2 separate regions of the Bos taurus genome follow, and region 2 is linked to region 1. The links are chromatin contacts, called in public Hi-C maps. All regions are on one chromosome and are shown on one strand. The core of a region is the stretch at or near the end of the contact, and the rest is flanking DNA. Distances in the headings are between cores, read along the strand shown.

Region 1 (2,700 bases), core at 61-2,560:
ATTACATGTTCTCAACTCACATTGTTTCTCCAGTCTTGGCTACATGACAAAGAAACTGATCCAGGACCGGACAAACTTCTTTTTTCCCCCTCTTCTCAAAATCTAGATAAGGGAAGAAACAAAAGTTATTAGTATTTTTCAAAGTCCACCAGCCATTTCCAATGCCCTTTAAAAACAAACTTTCCTCTCCAGTCATTCCTCATATTAAGAAATTAATTTTTTTTTTAATTTAAAAAGCCTCCCAAATAAATTCCACCTGACTCTCCAACTTCACATGTCACTCTTTACAGATAACGAGACCCTTCCTAAAGGGGGCACTTCTCCACCAACCATCCTTAATGTAGTCCGGGGATTCATCTCAAAGACCTGTTAAAATACAAACCCCAAATCCCAACACCCCCCAAACTGTTTACGTGAGGTTGATAAATCTGCGTTATATGAAACACCAGCTCCCTCTTGCAGTCATCAACCAATGATCCTTGGTATCAAAGTCTAATTCTCAAAACGCTGCAATCACGTATTCTAAGTTCTCAAGCCTGTTGCTCGGACGGCGAGCAGTTCGGAGCTGGGAAGGCGACCACTTCAGAATTGGGGCGCGTGGAAAATGACTCCAGAAGCTTTGAAAAAAGGGCCTCCAGAGACACTTAAAAGTTGCTCTGCCGCCCCCTCTACCCCCGCCCTAAAACCTTTCACTTTTTCTCTCCCCTCGTAGTCCGGTGTGCAAGGGGATGACAGAGAACGAAGCCTGCCTGCGAGGGGTTTGCGGGCCCACGAAACGTTCACGGGGAGTGGGAGAGGGACCGGGGCCCCCTCGAGAGCTTCCCGACTCCCCTCCCCCAGCCCAGACGCCGGCGGCCGACACAAAGCCCAGAGCGGGGCGGGAGGGAGCTGCCCACGGGGCTCCCCGCCCCCGGGAAAGGGGGAGGGGGATGGGAGCCGGGGAAGCGCGCCCTCCCCCCAGCCTGGCCCCGCGGAGTCACTCGCCCAGAAGGGAACGGAGAGGCGGCCACGGAGGGTGAGGAGGAAGGGAGAGGGGGCAGCTACCCCCACCTTTCAGCGCCTCCTGCAGCCTCTCGACGTCCATGGCTTCCCGGAGTCCCTCGCAGCCTCCGCCTCCTTCCGCGGGTCTCCCGGGGACCGGAAGGCCTCCCCCCACCCCCCCGACGCCCTCCCCCTCCCTCGCACACACTCCGGCACGCAGGCGATTCGGGGGGGGCACCGAAGGGAGCTGGGGGAAGCGAGCGAGAGAGCGAGACCGAGAGAGCGAGCACCTCCCCGAGCCGCTACCACCAGCCCTCCAACATGGCGCCCGGCACGTCACCGCGCGCACGCTCCTCTCCGCCGTCCTCGCGCCCGCGGCGCGTCCGGACCCGGAGCCCGAGAGCGCGTGCGCGGCGAGGCGTGCGGCCGCGGCCAGCCCCCAGACCCGGTAGGGCCGCCCCGCCTATCCCTTGGGTTGGCCGGAGCTGCCTGCACCAAGCTGGAGGCGGAGTGGTCTAGGCGGCGGGGCGGCGCAAACAGTTTGACTGTGGATCCCTGCTGTTGACTAGCTGTGTGACCTTGAGCTATTTAATCAGTCCCTCTGAGCCTCCCTTTCCCCGTCTGTACAATGATGGGAGTAGTATGAACCACTCATTACGGTTGCTGTGAAAACTAATTGAGACTGTATACACACAGAACACGCATTAAAAAAAAAAAAAACTCAATATCGCTAGTAATCGTGACAAAATTAACTCCCTGCCTGAACCCAAAGCACCTCAATGGCCCAGCTTAGAAAAGGAGTAAACGCAGCAAAAGCATGAGAAGTTTAAGCAGTGGAACCAACTGAATTTAAAGTCCAACGCAACTATTTATTACTACTACTTGTGTGACCTAGTTGCTTAAACTCACATAGCTTCTGTTTTCTGATCCACAAAATGGACGTTGGTGAAACTGCGACGATAAACCATTGAGCACATGTGGTGCCTAGAACATAAGCACTCAAGTTCATGTGGCTGCTGTTTTTATTATTATGGTTTTGATTACATTACATAAGCGCCCAGGAAGTTAGGGCGGAGACCTCAGAAGTCCTCTCCCAGCCCTGACATCTCACAAATGGGATAGCTGAGGCATAGAGACATAGACTAGCAAAACAGGAGAACCTAGAACCTCTGGCAACCAGCTAGTGTGTGAACGTTTTTATTACTCTCCCTTGTCTGTGAGCTTTTCAAGAAAAGTTACTGAATTGTTCCACCATCGCTTCTCAAAGCCTAACACAAAGGAAGGAAGAGAGGGAGGCAGGGAGGACAGAAAGCTAATTCTTGACTGGTGTTAGAAAGTGCAAATTTAGATACAGCCATCACAAGTGTTGACCCTCTTAAAAGATAGTGGCTTTGACCCTGACCGTAGGTGGCAGACGTAGGGAAAACCCCCACTACAAAAAAATAATTTCTTCAATTTTGCCATCAGAGAACTAGTCCCTAGTATCTTTAGACCCTTTCACTGTTCTAAGCATCCTGTTCAGTTACAAAGAGCCTTGTAGATGTATTAGAATGGTGTCTTCACAGTGGGCCAATGCTTTAAATGCGCGCATGCTTGTGTTTGGTTGCTTCAGTCTTGTCTGACTCTGCAACACTCTGGACTAAAGCCGACCAGGCTCCTCTGTCCATGGGATTTTCCCAGCAAGAATATTGGAGTAGGTTGCCACGCCCTCCTCCAGGG
Region 2 (2,733 bases), core at 15-2,514, 130 kb after region 1:
CTAATTAATTTTCAAGACTCATAAAAAGTTGGAGGTTGAAAAGGTTTTTTAGGTTATCTGATCCACTGTCTCCAGAGATGACTTTCACTTGCCTTTCACTGATATTTAAAATCAGGAAATAAAAACATTTCTTGGACTATTCTAGTAACTGGTGGAATAACCAGAAATAAAATGAGAGGGAAGGAAGGCCAAGGGAATATGCAGGGGAGGAGAGAGCCTAGTGGGAGAGGCATTGAGAGAGTATGGCCAGAATAAAAAGGAGAAATACAAGGAAGAGAAATAAAAAAGACAGAAAAGAGGACCTCGAATAAGTGTAAGGAGAAAAGTGAGAAAAGGAAAGAGGAGAAAGCACAGAGGCTTTGCTATTCGTCATTGCAGACACTAATACGGTTTAAGAGTCAGATGTTACGGATTTTGGTAATTGTAAAATGCATGATTGTAAGACATATTGCTTAACCTTTGTGAGTCGTGTTCTTCGGCATTCGTGGTGTAGATTAAAAGAGATGAGTGGAATGGACGTTCACTAAACGAGCAAATTCTGTTCAATTAAGGAGTTAGGAAAAGGAGAAAAGTGGCAGAAACGGACAGAGGGAGAGAGGCATGGAGGGAAAGAGGAGGAGATAGAAATCGGTAGAGAATGAAGGAGAGGGAGAAAGGGGAGTTATTGACAAGGCAAGTGAGAACTAAGGAAAACCACAGTAACGGTGTTTCTGTGGTTTCTGCGGTGACGGCTCCAACACACCGGGCCTCGACAACTTGCCGGGAACCTTGTTAGAGCTTAACATGCACAAATGCATGCTATCCTCACACCGTTTCTACGAGGCTAGGTTTCTAACCTTATTTTATAGAAGAGATATCTGAAGCATAGAGAGGTTCTGTAACTTTCTCAAAGTCGTAATTCTGGGTATTGGAAAGAAAGAATTTAAACGCAGGTTTCACTGCCTGCAAAGCCAATGCTGTTAAAATCATCTCTTCTGCTGCTGCTGCTGCTAAGTCGCTTCAGTCGTGTCCGACTCATAACCCTCAAAGAAGCTTAGTGGCTCTGAGGTGGATTCTTGCCCGGGTTCTTGCAAGTTATGCCCTGGGTTCAATTTCTGCGCACAAAGCCTCACTCCTCCGGTCCCTTCTCTAGCTCCAAGCGCACAGCGTCCCGTCTTCATGGAAACCGGCGCGAGGCGGGATTTCCTCTTGCACGCACGCGCACTTCCGCCTAGAGCCGGAAGCACCGTGTCTAACAGCGGGTACCAGCGCGTGGGTACTTCTTGGAGAGTTTCAGTGGCAGGCCCGCGGCGGCTGCGAGAGTGGTCGACTTGGGCGCCCGAGTTCGGCGTGGTGATGCTGACTCCGGCGTTCGATCTTAGCCAGGACCCCGACTTCTTGACTGTTGCCATCCGCGTGCCTTACGCCCGAGTCTCTGAGTTCGATGTCTATTTCGAGGGAGTCGATTTCAAATTCTACGCCAAGCCGTACTTTCTCAGGCGAGTTCCGGGTGTTTGGCTCTGGGAAGAGTATGTTTTGGGGATTCATTTATTCATTCATTAGATAACTGCTTATCGAGGGAGGACTTCTCGGCATCGCGACTGCCTTTTTCCGAGGTACCAGCAGCAGGTGCCGAGGAAGCGAACTCTTTCGGGCTTGCGCTCTGAATGCTGCAGAAGCTTATTGTTTCTTATATCTTCTTACATCCCCGCCTGGAAGAGATTCCGGAGCCACTTTAGAACGCAGAGTTTGGGACCATAATCGCCTTTCCTGTTTTTGTCCTGTCGCCCTAGTTCTTGTCCCTTTTCCTGTTTCCTTTTCGCTCTGCGTTAGTCCTCCTTGTCCTGAGACAGCTCACGCTGCCTTCCCTACTAACCTGTCGGTTTGACTTTTTCAGTCCACGTCGTGTTCGCCGACCTCCTGGCTGACGCTTTCTCTTCCTTGAAATTTTCGCCTTTCTTGGTCCGGCTGATGCCATAGTCTCCTTCACCTCTTCGTTGTTTGGTTCTTCTCTAATATTACCCCTTCATTGTCGTTGTCATCCCGCAAGCCTCAGGGAGGGACCTTCAGCTCTTGTTTGCATTTTTCTCCCTGCAGAACCGTAACATCAGTGGTAACAGCTGACCTCTTCTCCCCCTCGTGTGGTGGGGCAAGCAGTGCGTTTAAGTGAAGGATTAAGTGCTTGTGTGCATTATCTCATTTGGCCTGGATAGCGATTCTTGGAGATCAGTTCAGTTCAGTTCAGTCGCTCAGTCGTGTCCGACTCTTTGCGATCCCATTGAATCGCAGCACGCTAGGCCTCTGTCCATCACCAACGCCCGGAGTTCGCTCAAACTTATGTCCATCGAGTCGGTGATGCCATCCAGCCATCTCATCCTCTGTCGTCCCCTTCTCCTCCTGCCCCCAATCCCTCCCAGCATCAGAGTTTTTTCCAATGAGTCAACTCTTGGCATGAGGTGGCCAAAGTATTGGAGTTTCAACTTTAGCATCAGTCCTTCCAATGAACACCCAGGACTGATCTCCTTTAGAATGGACTGGTTGGATCTTGCAGTTCAAGGGACTCTCAAGAGTCTTCTCCAACACCACAGTTCAAAAGCATCAATTCTTCGGCTCTCAGCTTTCTTCACAGTCCAACTCTCACATCCATACATGACCACAGGAAAAACCATAGCCTTGACTAGACGGACCTTTGTTGGCAAAGTAATGTCTCTGCTTTTGAATATGCTATCTAGGTTGGTCATAACTTTCCTTCCA

The links. Hi-C and Micro-C count contacts between places; a contact is called where the count stands out from the background.
Region 2: a Hi-C map of liver shows a contact between it and region 1, with 1.6 times the contacts expected there. The contact joins the promoter of SHQ1 here to the promoter of PPP4R2 in region 1. A contact is called at or near these places in 2 of 11 Hi-C or Micro-C datasets (liver and skin fibroblasts).

What each region holds. Positions count from the first base shown.
Region 1 is chr22:28,704,236-28,706,935 of ARS-UCD2.0, forward strand. PPP4R2 (protein phosphatase 4 regulatory subunit 2) reads right to left here and starts at 1,311. Exons shown (of 9, transcript XM_002696957.7): 1 at 1,051-1,311; 2 at 21-102. The coding sequence starts at 1,084.
Region 2 is chr22:28,834,464-28,837,196 of ARS-UCD2.0, forward strand. It overlaps SHQ1 (SHQ1, H/ACA ribonucleoprotein assembly factor), which reads left to right and starts at 1,265. Exons shown (of 11, transcript NM_001035049.2): 1 at 1,265-1,478. The coding sequence starts at 1,336.